Regions from separate parts of the Mus musculus genome. Here region 1 is linked to region 2. Evidence: chromatin contacts called from public HiChIP or PLAC-seq data. All regions are on one chromosome and are shown on one strand. The core of a region is the stretch at or near the end of the contact, and the rest is flanking DNA. Distances in the headings are between cores, read along the strand shown.

What was found. HiChIP or PLAC-seq counts read pairs in DNA pulled down with a chosen protein or histone mark.
Region 1: an H3K4me3 HiChIP or PLAC-seq map of forebrain shows a contact between it and region 2, with 5 times the contacts expected there. The contact joins two enhancer-like sites. A contact is called at or near these places in 1 of 115 datasets of contacts at active chromatin or transcription factors (forebrain) and 1 of 9 other capture datasets (embryonic stem cells).

What each region holds. Positions count from the first base shown.
Region 1 is chr9:122,590,789-122,595,501 of GRCm38.p6, reverse strand. No RefSeq gene overlaps it. Among named protein-coding and RNA genes, the nearest start is that of 9530059O14Rik, 21 kb to the right of the region's middle. Within about 2 kb of position 2,086, at least 45 of the 459 cell types and tissues checked have an H3K27ac peak or open chromatin away from gene starts, as enhancers often do. A contact at or near this core is called in forebrain, where this site is marked.
Region 2 is chr9:121,972,726-121,977,071 of GRCm38.p6, reverse strand. Gask1a (golgi associated kinase 1A) reads right to left here. Exons shown (of 5, transcript NM_177743.5): 3 at 602-724. Among named protein-coding and RNA genes, the nearest start is that of Gm39463, 21 kb to the left of the region's middle. Within about 2 kb of position 2,806, at least 32 of the 459 cell types and tissues checked have an H3K27ac peak or open chromatin away from gene starts, as enhancers often do. A contact at or near this core is called in forebrain, where this site is marked.

The DNA.
Region 1 (4,713 bases), core at 837-3,336, 620 kb before region 2:
GTGTGTAATAAGGAAATTCGAAGTTAGAGGAACCCCGCAGCTGCAGCAGGCTCGCCTCACGCAGACGCGGGGAGGGGGCGGAATGGGGGGGGGGCGCAACTCTGCGTTGCTAAAAATCAATGGGAAGCACAGCGCAGGGCGCAGGCAGACAAAGACGCTGTCCGCTGTTCGCTAGGGCCCGACCAGCCAGTGCACAGGGAGCAAGGGTTCCCGCATACTGCTTCCCTTAGAGGTTTCTCTGATGACACCAGGACACAGTATTGACACGTGCCACTACAGTGAGACAGGCTTTCCCGGGTTCTCCAGAGGCTGCCCTATGCCCTACCTAAGACATCCTGGTCTCTCCCACATTTCATGCCCAGTGTGCATACCTTCCTGCCAGGACCTGTTTTTCTGGTGACCAGTTCTCTGACACCTCAGCCTCGGGGCAGCCTTCAAAAGACCTAGGGCTTGGGAAGGGAAGAAGGAGGGAGGGAAAGAGGAAGGGAAGGAGGGAGGGAGGAAGAAAGAGGAAGAAAGGAGGGAGGGAAGAGAATGAAGAGGAGAAAGAAGGGAAGGAGTGATGGATGGTAGAGAAAAGGAGGAAGGGGAGAGGGAGGACGTTTCTAAGCTGGTTAAGTAGGTGGTTAACATCACCCAACTATTGCTGTTTTTAGTTCCAAGACAAACTGACTTTTTAATAAATTAGTGGATGGACACACACATACAGGGAAGGAAGGAAGGAAGGAAGAAAGGAAGAAGAAAGAAAGAAAGAAAGAAAGAAAGAAAGAAAGAAAGAAAGAAAGAAAGACAGAAAGGAGGAAAAGAATCTTGATAGAGGAGATGTGATCTGAATACACTTTAACAAGAAAAACATTTTAGTGTGACAAAGCCAAGCTCATCACAGTGGGTGATTTACTCTCTAGATGGACCTAGACTAACTATCCTGGCTTGTCACAAACCCAGGACGCAGCAGGGCTCGCTGAGCTGGTGACTAAAGCAGCCTTTATTCATCACCTTCATGGAAGACTCTTGTGATGAGGTCCACTAATTCTGGGACTTACAGTGAGTAAATCAGAGTCTAGCCTGGGTAGGGAGCCAGTTGGCTGTTCATGTCTTGATACTGATCAGGGGGTTTCATTTAGCTTAGGAGAAGCCCCCAAAGCTATGATCTTTCTTTTATATGTTTTCCAGCTCGGATCCTGTTTATTAAGGGGCCTTTGTAATTATACAACCATGTGGTAGCTATGAATTTTAATTATTTAAGTCATATTCTTTTCATATTATTTGTGAGTAACTGTATCTTTCTTATAAGTAGCAAGACGCCACTTGTCCAATTATTATTTCTCAGCAGTCAGTTTTGCCTGCTTCAGTAAAAGTGTTCAGAGGAAACCTGAGACCTTCACTAAGCCTTAGAGCAGAGTTTCTCACCATGGAGCCCATGGGGGTCAAATGACCCTCTCACAGGGATCACCTAAGACCACCAGAAAACACAGATAGAACATAATAGTAGCAAAATTACAGTTATGACGTAGTAATAAAAATAATCGTCTGGTTGTGGGTCACGACAACATGAGGAACTATATTCGCTCCTAATGTCATAGCGTTAAAGAAGGTTGAGGAACACTGCCTTAGAAAGTTTTCACAAATACCACGCAGGACAGGATAAAACCCATCAAGTTTCAGAATAGCAGTTATTTGTAAAGATACACATAAAAATGGTGAATGTACTTAAAAAGTGGCTTTCAGTGAATACCTGTAAAAGCTCGGCAACAAGCTATTAGCCCCTTCAGGGTCAGCCTACACCACCCAGAGTCCGGCACATTCCAACAGCCCAGTAAACCTGTGAAATAAGTCAGTATGCCCAGGTAACGGCCCTGTGCACGCAGATTCCAGAAGAAAAGAGCAGGTTGAGGAGGTTCACCCCACACCAGATCAGGAGCTGTTTCTTTTGGTTTTCCAAGGCAATGCAAAGCTTCGTTGTTGCTTCCCCCTCCCTCTGTCTTCCCCCTCCCATCTCTCCCCCTCCCAGCTGTAGAGAAAGCTGTGAGACTGTGTCAGCCTGGAGTCACAGGGGCTGGCTACGTCACACACAGCACTAGGGTGATGTCTCTCCCTCTCAAGCTCTCTAATTATTTACCCCGATCAAGCTCGACTGCTGGAAAATCAGCTCTCTCCAGGAGGTGAAGGAGCTGAAAGGCTCTTTTCACAGAGGAACCACGGGCTGGTAGCTGGCATCTGGCCTGCAGGCCAGCGAGCCCCTGTGGGCAGTGTCATGAAATAAATACCCAAGACCACACCATTTTTCTCATTCATCCTCTGGCAAGCATATATCCATTTGAGAAAAACTGGGAAGAGAAGAACTGAGGTACAGAGAACATATAGAGCCTGGGCTCCTAGAACAAAAGTTGCTGTTGTGAAATGCAGAAAGATGGTGCTGAGGTGGCTGGCATTTCTTAGCTAGAGCACAGCTCACAGCTCCTATAGGCAGACAAAGCAGAATGCCTCATTGTTCCCATGGATGGGTGCTGCTCTCTCATTCAGGTTTCCTGAAAAAAAACCAAAATGTTCAGGAAACATGTTAGAATTTGCTTGAGTTCTTATAAAAATAGAAAGTCACCAGCACTGTCAGCTCACATACTCCTCCGACTCCACAGAATAAAAAACCCTAGGAAAAAGAAATCAATGGAAATCAAACAATATCATTTATATCCATCTACTTTGGAGCGCTTCAGGAGAAGCAGCATTTCCTCTAGATGGTATCTGCTTTCCTTCTAGGACTGAAAGACGATTGTCCCGCATGGGCAGATTTTAATTTCTCAGGTCTGAGGTAGACCTTAGGTTCCTGTCTTCTTCATAAGGAACAAGGCAGGCATGGCAGCCTGCAGGGATGTGAGGAATGTACCCCATGAGGCACAAAAGTCACCATTGTGCAATGACAAGGGACACACACACTCCACACTTGGTATTTCTGATTAGGTTATATGTATTTTAACATTAAAATCAACCAGCAGTCTCTGTATATACAGGTACTTCCTATAGAAAATCTAAGCATTTCCCACTTCCCAGGAAGGACGAAGGACTGTGATTCTAAGTCTCTGGTAGATAATTAGACTGCTAATTAAACATCTCTCTCTCTCTCTCTCTCTCTCTCTCTCTCTCTCTCTCTCTCACACACACACACACACACACACACTTAAAAAAAAACTTGTTTGACAATTGGCATTCTAATTCAAGGTTGGCCGTGGAACTCCTGTGTCCAACATCTAACTGAACATCTTTCGGGACTGCCGAGACATGTACTTAACTTCTTTCATGAAACACTGGCCTCAGTATTATGGCACCAGGGTTGACGTCCCTACTCAGCTGCTTGTAAGACACCGGAGAAGCTGTATCAAGTTTTTCACAAAATACAGTGTTAATACAAAGAATCAACAGAATTTTGTAAAGGGTATACATTTAACTAGGTGGGACTATGGTATCATCTCTATTTTAATCATTAAAGCCACCGCCCAGTTGTCTGTGACCCCATTAAAGATAAAAGCTCATCTTAGAAGGAGAACAAAAATAAGCCCTCACGCTATCTCATGCAACAAACCATTTTGTAAGGGAAATTGGAGCACTCTGCATGAGGTTAAATTCATTGGGAGAACAAATATCAATTATAAACTTTTTAATTGGTGATTTAAGTAATTTAAGTGTAGAAAAATTACTTGTTTTTAAGGTAAGACAAAAACCCTACCATTTCCACAGTACTGGAGACAGGTAACCTTGCTCAGACTTAGAATTTTTATCCTCTATAGGAAACTGTTTATTGTGGTAATTACAGTGGAAACCTTGTGGCACCGGGGACGTTTGCATTGCTCGGGGAACTTGCAGCTGCTCAAACATTTCATTCTTTTTGTATCAATTATACCTGCCTTTGCACAGACTCGACTCCAGTTCTGTGTCCCTTAGTGCAAGCCAAGATCCATTTTCTGTCATGTGGCTTGCTCATAGGCTCTAGGCTAGGCTTGCAAGTTTTATTTCCCACAAAATAGTGCAGGGTGCACAGTCCCTGGAGCCTGTGCCACAGTCCTAGCACACAGAGAAAGGGCCCGTGTGGAAAGAGCCTGTGGATCTACTTATGGACTAACTTGGTGGAGAAACTCCAGGTAGCAAGCCCAACCAGCTCAGGGCTTGAGGCTGCTAACTGGGGGTGTCCTGGGATAGAGATGGTTCCCTGGGTCTTGTCTGTCTGCTCAGTCCCTTGGCCTCCTGGTCCTTCCTTTCCTGAGATGCTATTGCCTAGGCTTGGCATGAGCTGCCACGCTGTCATGGCAGTAGCACCTTCAGCCTGAGGGTGCTGTCTGAGTATCTCCTAAGGATGCAGCAACATAATTACAAAAATGGACACCATCCCACATTAAAGTATCAGTGCTGGAAAGGAAAACAAAGCAGGCCCCAGTGTGGCCATATTTATACAGATTGACATTTGCACCACTACAGCAAGCATTGGGAGTCACGGAGCTGCTTCGCAAGAGGTGAAATGACACAAAGGTGATGCCCCAGGATTGTGTCCACTGATTTCAGGGTGCTAGAGGCTTGGAACATCCCAGTTCACACCAGGATGTTACTCCACAGGAAACCTGGAACCTTGGCAGGTCTTTCGACCCAGACCATGCCATGTTGGCCATTTCAGTTCTGGTGCTATCCATGGGAGGCAGAATTACCCTGTCAAACCAAGAGTAGATT
Region 2 (4,346 bases), core at 1,557-4,056:
CACACACACAATCTCTTGCCACTTCTGCCTAAGTATCACCAAAAACACACAACTATGTCCTTTATCCATATAGATCAACAACCAAATTTCATAGGAAGCGGCTTTAGCATTTCTTAAATCCTTTTCATGCTAAAACCAGCAAGACAGAATTCCCCAGTACTTAAAAAAAAAAAAAAAAGTCTATAAAGGGCTGGGGAGCTGGTCAGTGGGTAAAGGGCTTACCATGCATTTATGGAGACCTGAAAACTCAGAACCCTCGTAGCAAATCCATGTGAAGTTGTGAGTTCCTGCAACCCCAGTGTGAGGAACAGAGAGAAGAGGGTCCCTGGGGTTAATGCTGGCCTAGCTGAATTGATAAGCTCTGAGCTCAATGAGAGACCCAGTCTCCAAAAATAAGGTGAGAAGGATAGAGGAAGACACCTGATGAGAACCGCTGCCTCCACACGCATGCACTCACCTGAAGGTGCGTGTGTGCATACATGTACACAGGGGGGGAGAAGATTGGGAGCCCTTGTGTCTAGGCATCAAGAGCATCCTCTGCAGGAGAGAGGTATACCCAGTGTTCATGTGACAAGGGACTGTGCATGCACAGGAGACATACCAGGATGTGGACCAGCCGCAGCTCCTCTGGGTTCCGACATTTTTCTCGGAGACCCTCTTCCACACAGGGGTCTGAGGGCTCAGGCTCGAAGCCACAGCAGTAGCGATCCAGGCGGTCGTGGACCTACGGAGAAAGCTGGGATGGCACCTGTCTTCTCCAGACCCAACATCAAGGCCACTTGGCTTGCTGGGCTCTACTCCAGCCCAGGGCCACTCCTGAATAGTCTTTAGGGGCTGTCAGTGCCAATAAGCTCTGTGCTGGCTTCCAGCTAATTCCTCTGCTAAGGCCTCTGCCTAATTCCTTACCTGTTTAAGCCTGACACTCCGTCAGTGTCCTGAAGATGAACTTGGGGTCACAGGACCCCTATATCTGCTCCTCTCTGCTAACTACCACAACTCATCTCTTAAGTTGGCATGGTGGGAATGGTGGCCAAGCTTAGCCCATGAAGGCTGCCAGAGCCAGGACTCCAGGACCCAACAAGGACCCCGGGCGGTGTCTGGCCGAGTTGACGGACAGCAGGTTGGTGCTGCAGAGCTGCTGGTGTATGAAGGAATGTCACCCCGATGGCCAGCACTGCCCTGCCACCTCTACCTTGTTCCCTCCTCACTGCAGACCTACAAGGCAGGAACTATGTCACCCTGAGATCGGACACATCCGGGGTCATAAAGGAGAACACACAATGCTGGATTTGAAGTTGATGAAGTTGTTGAAGCCTAATGTTGGGTCCCCATTTGTGATGTGGAAAAGGGAAAGAGGATGGTGGTGTCCACAAAAGCTGAATCAGGTTTTAGGCCCTGCTGGCTGAGCAGCAGCTGATGACAGGCATAGACCATGTGGTCACCACCCATGCTTGGTGCAGCCTCCACAGTCACAGGGTGATGGGCCTCAATTCTCTGGAACCCTTTCCATCAGCCTTACCTAACAAGACTAAGACCAAAGCAAGTGATCCATGATGGGCATGATGAGCAAAGCAAGCGATCCCTGATAAGCATGATGGGGATCCCTTGATCCCTGTGAGTGACTCACCCTTGCCGATCTTCCAGGAGGCAGGGCAGTATCCCAGAGAGGGTGTGGGCTATTTGGGCCAGCACACTGATCAGATGTACCCAGACTTCCTGCCCAGGAGCCCCCTTCCCACTGAATCATGTCTGCTAGCCTTACCAACAGGTTTCTTAGACTGTCAGTCACAGAGTGCAGATGGACCCAGGGCCCCCTGACCATACACTCTCCCTCCTGCCCTGATTCCTCAGATCCTAGAGGAGAATCACATAGGCAGAGGGTATATTTAAAGCGGGGCAAGAGTTCCAGGGACACACTGACCAGAGGTTCCCCTCAGGAGGTGCAAGCTTTTCCCAGCTCCCTCAGTGCAGTAGGCCCAAAGCCCAGAGTGCAGTGTGGAGTAAGGACTTTGGTGATATGACCACATGCAGGCCTAGCATCTGCAGAGCAATGGTGTATGGTTAGGGTGTTGTGGTGGTGGTTGTTGTTTTGCCAACCTGACACAAACTAGGGTCATTTTGGAAGAGGGACCCTCAATTGAGAAAATGTCTCTATCAGACTGGCCTATAGGTGAGTCTATGGCAAAATCTTCTTGATTAATGATAGATGTAAGTTGGGCCCCGCCCACTATGGGTGGTCCCACCTCCAGGCAGGTCATCCTGTTGTATAAGGAACTAGGCTGGGGAAGCCATGGGGAGCAAGCTGGTAGGCAGCATTCTGCCATGTCCTCTGCTTCAGGTTCCAGCTTTGAATTCCTGCCCTGACTGCCCTGCATGATGGACTGTCAGCTGTAAGACTGAACAAACCCTTTCCTTTCCAAGCTGATTTCTGTCGTGGTGTTTGTTGCAGTAATAGAAAGCAAATTAGGACAGGCTAGCAGAAACCCTGCCTGCTCTGGCCCATGCTCTGCCCTCCCTCAACACACAGTCGGAGCCAGCAGAGGCCTCTGCGCCTGCCAAGCCCTCCCTGACCATGTCTCGGGCTGCTCCATCCAGATTTCTCGTTATGCAGCATTTATTTGCCAACCAGCATAACACGGGCAACACTGGCCTTCTAAAATGTATGCCCACCTAGATGCCTGGCAGAAAGAGCGTGCCCGCTGAGGTGCCAGGTTGATTATTCTGCCACGCTGTCTGCTTTGTTTCCCCATCAGCTCCAGCAGCAGCTCACATTCCTTCAGGACTTGGCCCTTCCTCCACTCTTTGAAAAAAATGAGAAGTCATCCAAAGAAATGATGATTCCATGTGGTTCCAGAACACAGAGCCAGCCCGGCTGTGCTGCAAACTGTAATTCAACCTGGAGCGTTTGGTTAATGAAGGCCCTAAAAGCTCAGGCTGTGTAGGTGCCACGCTGGGAGCTTTACCCAGTACAGCACACTGGGTCCCTCAAGGCAGCCAAGAGGGACCCCCATTCCAATTATGAAGAGGACAGTGAGTTATCCATGGAGGGAGACTGGCTACTGTGCTGAAGGCCACATTGCTACAAATGGCGATCCCTGGATTTGAAGCCAGGAAGACTGGCTCTGACCATGAGGACAGGCCATGTGGCAGGCATATATTCTCTGGCATTCAGGGCTATAATTTCTTGGATGGGAAAATAGATGACTGAAATAAAACAAGTAAGTAATTTAAACAGTCTGACCCCAGGACCCAGAATGCATTTGACACAAGTTGAGACGTAGTGAGGTCTCTGAACACAAGAATGAAAGAATGAAGCATGAAGAATGACCACAGGGTCCCAAAGAAGGCCTGAGGACCACAGTGTCCCCAAGGAGGCCCGAGGACCCAGGGTCACCAAGGAGGCCCAAGGACCCAGGGTCCCCAAGGAGACCTGAAGACACAGGTTCACCAAGAAGGCCTGAGGATCATGGGGTCCCCAAGAAGGCCTGAGGTCACAGAGTCTTCAAGAAAGCCTGAGGTCACAGAGTCCCCAAGGAGGCCTGTAGTCACTGGCTGGCCCATCATACCCACCACCTGGTTTCAGGAAAGGCCTGGCTCTATTACATCCCAAGCAGAATATCTGGGTGGGACAAGACACTGCAGTTGGCCAAAGAAGGCCACAGGCCCATCTGACAGAGTTGGAAGGCCAGGCAGGGGTGCAGCACAGGGTGTGGGTGGCCCTATTCCTCTGACTAGACTCAGCTGGCTTCTGGGCCAAGCCAGACGGATTTCAGAAGAAATGTCTGGTATTATTTTGGCCCACACCCTTTAGCTGGGACCCTCCTTGATTTCTTTTCTACTTGGCAGCCCAAGTGTCCCAATATTTGCTGGGAGTGAGATTCACTCTTTCTTTCATAGGAACATTACCTTTCTCAGAGAGTAAATTCCTCATGGATCAGGGCCCCCACCCACCCACACACATGCACATATACATAGGCACACACATGCACATGTGTATACATATGCACATATACATAGGCACACACATGCACATGTACATAGGCACACAATGCACATGTGTATACATATGCACATATACATGCATACATCCATGCACATGTGTATACATATGCACATATACATAGGCACACACATGCACATGTGTATACATATGCACATATACATGCATACATCCATTCACATGTGTATACATATGCACACATACATGCATACACCCATGCACATGTGTATACATATGCACACATACATGCATACACACATGCACATGTGTATACATATGCACACATACATGCATACACACATGCACATGTGTATACATATGCACATATACATGCATACACACACAA